Linked DNA regions of Tachysurus vachellii: region 1 is linked to region 2. A link is a contact called in public Hi-C data. All regions are on one chromosome and are shown on one strand. Each heading gives the region's core, a stretch centred on a gene start, on an enhancer-like site or on the middle of the called end of the contact. The rest is flanking DNA. Distances are from core to core; before and after follow the strand shown. Region 1 holds the start of efcab11 (EF-hand calcium binding domain 11). Region 2 holds the start of ston2 (stonin 2).

What was found. Hi-C and Micro-C count contacts between places; a contact is called where the count stands out from the background.
Region 1: a Hi-C map of muscle shows a contact between it and region 2, with 4 times the contacts expected there. The contact joins the promoter of efcab11 here to the promoter of ston2 in region 2. A contact is called at or near these places in 2 of 3 Hi-C or Micro-C datasets (blood and muscle).

What each region holds. Positions count from the first base shown.
Region 1 is chr10:26,763,742-26,770,099 of HZAU_Pvac_v1, reverse strand. It overlaps efcab11 (EF-hand calcium binding domain 11), which reads left to right and starts at 3,274. Exons shown (of 5, transcript XM_060880516.1): 1 at 3,274-3,467; 2 at 5,316-5,411; 3 at 5,629-5,677. The coding sequence starts at 3,387. It overlaps tdp1 (tyrosyl-DNA phosphodiesterase 1), which reads right to left and starts at 2,630. Exons shown (of 17, transcript XM_060880493.1): 1 at 2,456-2,630; 2 at 2,292-2,353; 3 at 1,233-1,840; 4 at 1,087-1,130; 5 at 641-696; 6 at 278-374. The coding sequence starts at 2,344. It overlaps trnak-uuu (transfer RNA lysine (anticodon UUU)), which reads right to left and starts at 5,059; the gene lies at 4,987-5,059.
Region 2 is chr10:26,579,447-26,585,505 of HZAU_Pvac_v1, reverse strand. It overlaps ston2 (stonin 2), which reads left to right and starts at 2,294. Exons shown (of 7, transcript XM_060880487.1): 1 at 2,294-2,387.

The DNA.
Region 1 (6,358 bases), core at 2,025-4,524, 180 kb before region 2:
ATGCATGTCTTTGGACCGGGGGAGGAAACCAGAGTACCCGGAGGAAACCCCCGAGGCACGGGGAGAACATGCAAACTCCACACACACAAGGCGGAGGTGGGATATTATTATTATTATTATTATTATTATTATTTATTCATACCCATTAAACTGGACAATGATTTATTAGAAAACAATTAAACCCAGTAGAGTGGACTTTTCTAAACCATTTTAAAATACACCTGTAATGAGTGGAGAGAAAACTGTATCAGTGTTAAAGAGTTTTAAGAAGCCGAACCTGACAGAATCGGATGTGGCTGTAGGGCTGAGCCTGCTGCATGAGACGAGCCTTCGACTCTCGCTTCTCTCCATGCACGATCGTTACGGGATTATTCCTAAAACAGAGCAAATATATCTGTGAGATATCAAAATTGACCTTAATTAAAGACTTTACCTTAATTAAAGTGCCACAAACCACAAATTCAAATGTTAGTCGTATTCATTTTGGTAATTAAGGAGCCAAAAATGGTCATAATTAACACGACTAAAGCTCTTTTAGATTCTGTCTAAATCCCATTAGGCATTAGGATGAGCGTTAATAAACGGCATTAATCTGTTTTTAAATCCTACCTGGTGAACAGTGTGTAAAGTTCACACTTACCTGAACTCAGGAGGATATTGTTGCACCATCCATGGAATATCAAAGCAGTAGTTAAACTGAAAGGACAGAAAAAAAAAAATCTATAAAAGTTTCAGATGGGACTGTGACAATGTGTGTGTGTGCGTGTGTGTGTGTGTAAAGTGATCATTGCTGAGTCTTCTTTTCACTCATGAGGATGTTAATTTATATGTGAATGATATTATATTATAACTTTATGTGTGTAACATACGTGTAATTGTTGATGTGAAGTTTCCTCTAAGGAGATGTTTGTTTGACATTAACAAGGTGTAGCTTTAGATATAAATTTCAGGATTCAGAGATTTAACCTACTTGTTGCCTAGGTTACCACTTATAGTTTGATAAAACACCAGAGGTTAAAGTGATGTGCATTTCATCTCCAGTCTTTAACACACAACAGTGTGAGCGACATACAAACAGACACGTACCTGGACGGATTCCTTTAGTGTGCCAAACATGGGGGAAAGTATTTCTATTGAAGCAGGTAGAAAAAAATCAATAAATCAATAAATGTAACCAAGCACAGCTTAAATACACATAAAACGAAAGTGATATATAGTATTTGTGTGTTCACCTTTAATGTGCAAGGCTCCGGTGTTGTACTTCTTTTCTATCCCTGTGACTTTGTTTAAATAAAAGCGGTACGTATCGTTCGTGGTGTTTAAGTTTGCCTCAAAGAAATCACTGGGTTCCTCTTTGTAATAATTTTCACCATGTGGACTCGGGGGCCGACTTCTCTCGGGCTTCTTCCTCGGAGGACTTGAGCCTTGTCGTTTGGGTTTGGGTTTGTTTTTAGGGGCTGATGAGGAAGCTCTGTTGTCATCATCATCACTGCTGGAGAGGTTCCAACCTCCCTCATCTGTCTCTCTCTTTCTCTTCGGTGCTGCAGAAGGACTGCTGTCGTATTTAACCGGATTACTCTGATGGAGGCGTGAGGCTTGTCGAGCCTCAGAGCCCATTGCAGGGACAGACGTTTTTTCAGTCTCAAGCTTCACGTTGTTTTTTTTCCTTGGCTCAGATTTGGGCTTTAACACTGTACTAACTGGGCTGGCTTTGGGCTCTGGATCAGGCTTAATGTTCTTTATGGGTTCCTGTATGTTTTTCGGTGGTGTTGGTGGTATGACATTATCATCATCATCCTCACTGTCAGACAGCGTCCACTTGCCGTGTTGGCTCTCCATTCTGTTCCACAGTGGAAGCAAGAAGTCATTTAATACATTTTGACTAACAAAGTGCTCTAACCTTTAATAGATGTTATTATTATTATTTGAAGGTTATTACACTACAGATGTTAATAACACACTTACAGGAGCACATCCCTTAGATGAAGGTTTAAATGGTTTAGCAGTAAAAATATTCATTCATCTATTCATACACTTTCATTCAAATAGAATGTACTGACTGTGTAAATCATGTTGATTCAGTCACACACAAGAGTCGAGCGTTTAACCTGAACCGACTCTAAACGACTCAGATGTTGATACGTTCTACTGGTTTCTTATTTCTTACGGTTGTGTGTGTGTGTGTGTGTGTGTGTGTGTGTGTGTGTGACCAAAAAGACTTTTTGTCTTAATTTCCATAAAAGAACAACAACAAAAAACAACAACCGTGGAATCGAGTCCCGGTCAATTACCTAAAAGAACCAAATAGAAGAGTCGACTCATTGGAGTACAACACGTTGTTCATGTTATCTGTCTGTGACACAAAAAGCCTTTCAGTTCCACAGCATCAGTTCTGTACTTAAAGAGTTTTATAAACTTTAACGTTAAAATAAACAACATTATTTTTGTAACTTACTCTGGTGGTGCAGATTAACTGTTAGAACAAGATCAATGGGGAAAAAAAGAACAGATAATGCACAATATATATATCTAATAGTTCATGAAGTAGAAATCTGAAATTAATCATTTTGCATCATTTTCTTCTAATTTAATGTCCAGTGCACGTTGTAGAAAACATCAATGAATGCACTGTGAATACCGCGAAATAACCCCCATCAAAATAAAAGCCTCCAATAATAATAATAATAATAATAATAATAATAATAATAATAATAATAATAATAATCTATAATAGATAAAGCGTGATAAATGAACACAAACTCACCTGGATGCAAATCTGATATTTGTAAATAAAACAAATAATTTATATAAACCTGATTGTAATCCGACTTTTATTATCTTGTGTGTGATATAACGTCTTTGTAGCAAACTTCACTTCATATAAACTGACGTACTTTGCTATACAGGCTCGATCCCAATCGGCTCCTGGGTACAAACCTAGTGCCCTACGTAGTGGTCTAGTGTGTGTGGTTTTACACGCTATGTAGTGCACTAATGCAGTGAGTGTAAATGTAATGTAGATTCGGTGTCCTTTGGAGTTTAAAATGTCGCGTTAGCAGCTTTAATATTAATTAAGATAATTAAACGATGTTTGAAGGGTTTTATAAAATGGTCTCACAGGACTACATTGTTTGTCTTTTTTTGTAAAGACGCTGAATCTGGATAAATGTAATCCGACGTTTGATTGGCTGTAAAGTGTATGACGTAATGTTTACACCCTAGATAGTGCACCACTGTAGTGCAGCAGGGTAATATATTACATTTAGGCGCGAGCCGTGCCAGTTGGAGGCGCTCGTGCGCAGCTACGCATTACCATGGAAACCGTTAAAGCCTAGCGTATAAACAGACAGCTAGCATGTAGCTTGTAGCTTGTAGCGTAGGAAGTAATGTCTCTTTGTAGCGGCGCTGCATTTAGTAGGAATAGGGATAGAAAAGTGACAGCAGGTGACAGGAAGAGGTTTGTTTCGGTAAGATTGTCTACAGCTAAGATAAACTGCTGCTTACAAACAGGCAAAGTGTATTAGCTTCTGAAATATAAGTAAGGTACCTAGATAACTAACTGTGTTAACTAGATAACCTAGATAACTAACTGTGTTAACTAGATAACTAACTGTGTTAACTAGATAACCTAGATAACTAACTGTGTTAACTAGATAACCTAGATAACTAACTGTGTTAACTAGATAACCTAGATAACTAACTGTGTTAACTAGATAACCTAGATAACGTACTGTGTTAACTAGATAACCTAGATAACGTACTGTGTTAACTAGATAACCTAGATAACTAACTGTGTTAAGTAGATAACCTAGATAACTAACTGTGTTAAGTAGATAACTTACTGTGTTAACCTACATAAACTAACGGTGTTAAATAGATAACCTAGATAACTAACTGTGTTAAATAGATAACCTAGATAACTAACTGTGTTAAGTGGGTAACCTAGATAACTAACTGTGTTAAGTAGATAACTTACTGTGTTAACCTACATAAACTGTGTTAAATAGATAACTAACTGTGTTAAATAGATAACCTAGATAACTAACTGTTAACTAGATAACCTAGATAACTTACTGTGTTAACTAGATAACCTAGATAACTAACTGTTAACATACATAAACTAACTGTGTTAACCTACATAAACTAACTGTGTTAAATAGATAACTAACTGTGTTAAATAGATAACCTAGATAACTAACTGTGTTAAGTAGATAATTTACTGTGTTAACCTACATAACTAACTGTGTTAACCTACATAACTAACTGTGTTAAGTAGATAACTGAGTTAAATAGATAACTTACTGTGTGTACCTAGTTAACCCAGATAACTAACTGTGTTAACTAGATATTGTTTACTAGCTTGTTCTACACAATTCTCTATGTTCAAGCATCTCTGTTTTAATACGTATTAAATTGTCAACATTCATAAAGTCCATAAAGTAAATATTTAAAACTGACACATCTGTTACATCTGGGTTTATCTGTAGTGTCTGTGGTGTCTGTGGTGTCTGTAGTGTCTGTAGTGTCTGTGGTGTCTGTGGTGTCTGTAGTGTCTGCGGTGTCTGTGGTGTCTGAGGTGTCTGTAGTGTCTGTGGTGTCTGTAGTGTCTGTGGTGTCTGTGGTGTCTGTAGTGTCTGTGGTGTCTGAGGTGTCTGTAGTGTCTGTGGTGTCTGTAGTGTCTGTGGTGTCTGTAGTGTCTGTGGTGTCTGTGGTGTCTGTAGTGTCTGTGGTGTCTGAGGTGTCTGTGGTGTCTGAGGTGTCTGAGGTGTCTGTGGTGTCTGTGGTGTCTGTGGTGTCTGTGGTGTCTGTGGTGTCTGCGGTGTCTGCGGTGTCTGAGGTGTCTGTGGTGTCTGAGGTGTCTGTGGTGTCTGTGGTGTCTGAGGTGTCTGTGGTGTCTGTGGTGTCTGTAGTGTCTGTAGTAATATAACGTCTTATATTTCCGACGTTTTGATTTCAGTTTAGAAATAAAAATAAAAAGTGTATTTCCGCCCGAACAGGGACTTGAACCCTGGACCCTCAGATTAAAAGTCTGATGCTCTACCGACTGAGCTATCCGGGCTCACGGCTTTGTGTCCACCACAGGGCGCAGAAATTATTTACACATGTTATTAGTAACGTGGAAATTATTTACACGTTATTAGTAACACGTTTCATGAAAACTGAAAATACGCTTTTATACATTTTAGATGGGTTTAATTCATTCTTGTCCCTTTATTATATCAAAATACGACAAAGAAAGTTTATTTTTCTGTTATGCTTTTATTTGGGGGCATGTTTAATACTTTTAAATGTTTTTTTTTTGCCTTTGTGTTTAGGTTTTTGAACAGTGTGATGTAGAAAAGAAGGGCTACTTGTCCAGAGAGGATCTTAAGGTGGCAGTTGTTATGCTATTCGGATATAAACCTTCAAAGGTAATTCCTAGTGCAACCGCTAGATGGAGACATTGCGCTGGATTACAATTTGACACAGCACTTTTTTGTTTTAATGATCAAACCATTGTGTTAATCTTTCATGGATTTGCATGGAATCTTACATGTAAATCACTGGCAGAAACTAGATATTCTTTTTGATTTCTCTCTCTCTCTCTCTCTCTCTCTCTCTCTCTCTCTCTCTCTCTCTCTTAATTAGTCAGAAACCAGTATGATGATGGAGGCTGGTGTGGAGCCAAACTGCCCAGGTATGATGATGAGCAGGTCACGTCTGATTACAGGTGTAGCGTGAGTGCGTTTCGGACCTCTACAGGGGTTCGAATAAAAAAAAGTAAAAGTGTGAATATTTCGACTCCTTATTTGTTTTGCTGGTTTTGACCCAGACGTGCGGTGTGTTTCAGTGGTCTCAGGCGTCTCCCGAAGAGCACGTCCATTACCGTTTTCATCATAATGTCTCGACTCACTAAGGTGACTCATCTCCAGCCAAGCCCTGGGCATGATACGTGAAATTTTCTCCTGATTTTGACAGAGGAAACCACGCTTTATGCATACCACTTAAGGGAAATGAAAGCTTGATTTGATTTTGTGTAATCCTTTTTTACACGTTGCCACGAATGAAAGGACCCCTCACAAAAAAAATGGCACGAAATAATTTTGGCGTGAAACATGCCATTTGACAGACAGCAACGCCGAAGAAAAGAGGGTTGGCAAGCCGGTTTTTAAGGCGAGACATTAAACGGTTGAAGACCTAGATTAGTAAGCAATTTGTCTCTTGTTTTACGCCACGAGCAAATTGCTTTTGTATACTGCCCCACAGGAAAGCACAAGATAAATTAGTTAAAGTGGCTTGCTCGCAGTGATGAAATACTCCAGCGTTAAATCTTGCTCAGAGCAAGCAGCGTATTAAATTGCCCCTCTTCTGAATTTCA
Region 2 (6,059 bases), core at 1,045-3,544:
CGGTCCGAGGTGATGGTGCAAGTTCATGACGGAGGCTGATGAGGGAACGCCTCTTTATAGTTGCTATAAGTGAAAAAAGAAAATACTGAATAAACACTGAATAAATACTGAATAAATACCGAATAAATACTGAATAACTTTAAACAGATAAAAAGGATGTGATGTAAAACCCATGAAATCTGGTCATTCATTTAATTTGTTATGCTTCTTCACACACATTTCTTTGACATCTTGAATGGATCAGTCTATTAAATGTAAAATATCCTGATAATTATTGTATATACAGATTAATTAATTAACACCTCGAATAAAGGCATTAAAACCAAATGCATTCGGCTTCCAGATGTATGTCGCCCCCTGCTGGAAAAACACAGCATCACAGTAATAAAGCTCTAAACTGCGTTTTAATGATGTCAAACCTTTCAGGTTCATTACTCGATTCCTTCTGACGTCACACAGCAGCTTGATGAATCGCTGCAGTTCCGCTCAATGCCGACAGATGGCGCAAAACACACAGCGATTAAAACTATCTGTGTAAATGAATGTTATAAACGTCAGGCCTGCTCTGAAAGCTTAATAACAGCATTAATAACGTTTTATCAACTTTATTTACGGTCCCGTGTGTAAAGTTGTGGAGTTTAACACTACTTTCTGAACGTGTAAACTGTTTGTAATGTGTTATTTTGGCACGCTCGCGCTCTCATCAGCAGGTGGACGCACATACTGGGTTGCCAGATTGCAAAGATTTGCCCAGCGTTAAGTTTCATTTTTTTTTAAGAACTTTTAAAATTCTTAATTTCAGAACCTTTTGAAAATCTGTAATTTTGAAGATTTTGATTAAAAAAATACTCACAAAATGTTTCAACTAAACAACACAGTATTATTTTTACAACCGTATGCAATGCATGTGTTTATATTATTATTATTATTATTATTATTATTATTATTATCATTATTATTATTATATATTTAATTATAAGTGAGAAATTAATAAAAAAAAATAAAAACAATAAAGGAATGTATTGTATTTTTGAATGCATGGTCTAAGTCCACTTTAGAGAAATAATGGATAAAAGTACAATCCAAAATCTAATCACTTTTACATTAAACTGCTCTGTTTTGTAATGTTTTTAATATATATAATTATAAATAAACTACTCTGTATACAAGACAGCTCAGACTTTAACTTGCTGAAATATTGCGTTATTATTATTATTATTATTATTATTATTATTATTATTATTATTATTATTATCGAATAGTAAGCGTCTAATTTGGTCACGTGATGTAAAGTGTGTTAATTGGACTCTGTGTTTAATTAAAGCGTTAATAAACATACAAATGGAGCCTAAAAGAGAAGAGGAAGGAAAGAGAAAGAGAAATGAACAGTACAAAGTGACCAGGAAAAGACCCAGGACACAACTGTGACTGGTAAGTGGTGTGTTGTGCTAACTGTAATGTAGCAGAGCTCATTACTGCACTTATTATAAGGTAATTAACAGCTCTAATGCGTGATATTGATTTGAATTGTGGAGGATTTAAATGCCAATATTTCCTATAATGAAAGTCTAACGGACTGCAAATGTGAGTCACGTGACTTCTGCTATTGCTCATTTGTGCAGATTTGTGCGTCATCAGCTCTTATAACTCTGATTTCTACTCAGTGATTTAAACTTTTGTAAATGTTGAATAAATGGTCTTTAGTGTGACTCAGTCACGTGGCCATCTGCTGTTTGCATGTTTTTTGTTCTTTGAACCATTTGGTACTAGGGGTGTGTAGTAGGGAGGTGTGTGTGTATTAGGGGAGTGTGTGCACTAAGTGGGGGTGTACTAGGGGTGTGCACCCCACCCCTAGTACACCCCACCTAGTGCGGTGTACTAGGGGTGTGTGCACTAGGTGTGTGTGTGTGTGTGCACTAGGTGGGGGTGCGTGCGTGCACTAGGTGGGGGTGCGTGTGTGCACTAGGTGGGGGTGCGTGCGTGCACTAGGTGGGGGTGCGTGTGTGCACTAGGTGGGGGTGCACACACGCACCCCCACCTAGTGCACGCACGCACCCCCACCTAGTGCATGTGCGTGTGCTAGATGCGTGTGTTTTGCTTTGCTGGCCGTTACAGAGCTACATGATAAATAAATAAAGCTGTAAATATTTATGCACATGTTTGGTAAGTTATAATTGTAAAGCTTGCAAAGATGAACATTTTTGTTGCTTCCAGTAAAGATTACAGATGTCAGTATAATCTCAATCTGGCAACCTCTATCAGTCCTATACTGAGAAGCTTCGCTCCTGGATGTGACCAATCAGAAGCCAGTGGGCGGGGCTTCGACAGCGATTGACTGGATTGTTGCAGCAAGCTGAGTGTCGGAGTTGTTTTATAATAAACACTAGGTAGGAAAACTGGCACTTATATCTGTCTCTTGTTTCTGTTCTGTTTCAGTCGGTTTGTTTCTGTCGTATTAAACCGGTTATAAAACGTTATAAAGAGTCAGAGAGAGAGGCGCGTGCACCACGTTACACTGTTACAAGTGAAGGCAACAGTTTAGTGCTGAAGTGCGTCACGTGTTTATCTCCTGTTTACTTTGTGTTTACTTTGTGTTTATCTCGTGTTTGTCTCGTTTTTACTTTTTGTCTCGTTTTTACTTTTGTGTTTCTGTTGTCAACAATGTTGCACGAAGTTAGTGTTAAACCCTAGAATGTGCACGTTATCAGGTTAATTTCCGGTTTACTTCAAGCTCGAGTTTGTCATGTTCTTGTTTTATTGCTTTAATTGTTGAAGTTTCATTTCGAGTGAACGCAGGATATTGTTTTCTCTGCTAGTCAAACAAGCATCTGATTGAGGGGGGTGTTGTGTGTGTGTGTTGGGGGTGTTGTGTGTGTGTGTTGTGTTTTCTGTGTGGTGTGTGTGCTGGGGGTGTGTAGTGTGTGGGGGTGTGTTGTATGTGGGTGTCTGGGGTGTGTGTGTGGGTTTTGTGTGTGTGTGTGTGTTAGGGGGTGCTGTGTGTGTGGGGTTGTGTGGGTGTTGTGTGTGTCTGGGGTGTGTGTGTGTGTGTGTGTTGGGGGAGCTGTGTGTGTGGGGGTTGTGTGTGTGTGTGTTGGGGGTGCTGTGTGTGTGGGGTTGTGTGTTGGGGTGTGTGTTGTGTTTTCTGTGTGTTGTGTGTGTTGGGCGGTGTTGTGTGTGTTGGGCGGTGTTGTGTGTGTTGGGCGGTGTTGTGTGTGGGGGTGTGTTGTATGTGGGTGTGTGTGTGTGTGTGTGTGTTGGGGGTGCTGTTTGTGGGGGGTTGTGTGGGTGTGTGTGGGTGTTGTGTGTTGGGGGTGCTGTTTGTGGGGGGTTGTGTGGGTGTTGTGTGTTGGGGGTGCTGTTTATGGGGGGTTGTGTGGGTGTGTGTGGGTGTTGTGTGTTGTGTGTGTGTGTGGGGGTGGTGTGTGTGTGGGGGTGCTGTGTGTGTGGGGGTGCTGTGTGTGTGTGTGTGTGTGTTGGGGGGTGCTGTGTGTGGGGGGTTGTGTGGGTGTGTGTGGGTGTTGTGTGTGTCTGGGGTGTGTGTGTGTGTGTTGGGGGGTGCTGTGTGTGGGGGGTGCTGTGCGTGTGTGGGTGTTGTGTGTGTGGGGTGTGTGTGGGTGTGTGTGTGTGTGGGGTGTGTGTGGGTGTTGTGTGTGGGGTGTGTGTGTGTGTTGGGGTGTGTGTGTGTGTTGGGGTGTGTGTGTGTGTGTGTGGGTGTGTGTGGGTGTTGTGTGTGTCTGGGGTGTGTGTGTGTTGGGGGTGCTGTGTGTGGGGGGTGCTGTGTGTGGTTGGTGCTGTGTGTGGGGGGTGCTGTGTGTGGGGTGTGTATGTGTGTGGGTATTGTGTGTGTCTGGGGTGTGTGTGTGTTGGGGGGTGCTGTGTGTGGGGTGTGTGTGTGTGTGTGGGGTGTGTGTGGGTGTTGTGTGTGTCTGGGGTGTGTGTGTGTGTTGGGGGGTGCTGTGTGTTGGGGGGTGCTGTGTGTGGGTGGTGCTGTGTGTGGGGTGTGTGTGTGTGTGTGTGTGTGTGTGGGTGTTGTGTGTGTCTGGGGTGTGTGTGTGTAGCAGGGCAATAAATGTGCAGGTTAACTGGTTTTCCAGGTTGCCTGTGTGATAAGATCTCTACATTTGACTCTTGTTCTACACTCATCAATTTGGATCATTTGTTTGCTTCACTTCAGTAAGGTCTTTGTAATATAATCTCTCTGCACTGGTGTAGAAATTAATGTTTTTTTTTCCATCAGACGTTGGAGTAAGTCACAAGTGATATCAGATCGATTCACTACTGCATTGTATTTATTCACTAGTGTATCAGATCGAGTCACACATGGATTGAGTCACTAGTCCTATTAAATCGGATCGAATCAGTAGCGGCTCGGGTTCGTTTGCATTATATATGTTTTTGTCTCATTTCATTTCACGTTTGATTCGAATCCCGGATTTGTGAACATACATTAAATTGATTCGTTGTGTCAGATTGTTTGACCAGACCGTGTCGGATTGAATCGCTAACGTGTCTGATTGATTCACTGCTCGGTCTAATTGATTGACAAGTCGGTGTCTGATTAGCCTCGGTGTCTCTGATTGATTCATTGCTGTGTGTAATTGACTAGTCTGTATCTGATTCACTGTTGTGTCTGATTTGCCTTAGAGTTTGTCTAATCGACTCACCGCTGTGTTTGATTCGTCTGTGTCTGATTCAGTAGTGTATTGAATCACTCTCAGGTTGATGTATACTTCATTCATTGCTTAGATGGTTACTTCGTCTCTACAGGTGATCAGTAACATTATACTTTACCTGTCCAGGTGAGATGTCCCTGTGTCTCGGACCTGCTAGCCGACAGCTCACAACTCATCCAGGTGAATACATCGACACCGCAGCATCTTTAGTTCCGAGTCAGTCGATAATGATGTGTGACAGATGCGACTAGTTAACCGTGACTAACTGGACAGAAGTTAATGATGTGACCCCTGTCATTTGTACCCTGTTTGTTATCGCGGGATTGTGTGACATTTTCCAGCAGAACCGAACAAACATGATTGCACTGGGTGGTGTTTTTGGCTGCAGCACAGAGTTTCCATCCTCAGACAGAAAAGACGACAAACTCCATCAAGTTACACAATTAGAAGCAGGATCACAATCGAAATGCAGAGGACCATCTGTTAAACTCCTGCACGGTCCAGAAAGACAGAAGATTGTTCACATGTAAATAACTATATGTCTAAATATATAAGAACTGGTGTGTGTGTGTGTGTGTGTGTGTGTGTGTGTGAGAGTGAGAGAGGGAATGAGAGGGTGGGATTTGCAGTGTGTGTGAAAAAAATAACACTCACTGGTGGTCATTTTAGTTCCTGAACTTTAGCGTGTGTGAACATGTGTGTATATATACTCTGTGTGTGTGTGTGTGTGTGTGTCTGGGGGAGTGTGTGCACTGTTAGGAGAGCCTAGAGCATGTGTGCATATACTCTGCGTGTGTGTATGTGTGTGCGTGCACTGTTAGGAGAGTCTATAGCCTGTGTATATACTTTCTCTCTATGTGTGTGTGTGTGTGTGTGTGTGTGTGTGTGTGCGTGCACTGTTAGGAGAGCCTAGAGCATGCGTGTATATACTTTGCGTGTGTGTGTGCGCGTGCACTGTTAGGAGAGTCTATAGCCTGTGTATATACTCTCTCTCTCTGTGTGTGTGTGTGTGTGTGTGTGTGTGTGTGTGTGTGTGTGTGAGAGAGTGAGAGAGGGAATGAGAGGGTGGGATTTGCAGTGTGTGTGAAAAAAATAACACTCACTGGTGGTCATTTTAGTTCCTGAACTTTAGCGTGTGTGAACATGTGTGTATATATACTCTGTGTGTGTGTGTGTGTGTGTGTGTCTGGGGGAGTGTGTGCACTGTTAGGAGAGCCTAGAGCATGTGTGCATATACTCTGCGTGTGTGTATGTGTGTGCGTGCACTGTTAGGAGAGTCTATAGCCTGTGTATATACTTTCTCTCTATGTGTGTGTGTGTGTGTGTGTGTGTGTGTGTGTGTGTGTGCGTGCACTGTTAGGAGAGCCTAGAGCATGCGTGTATATA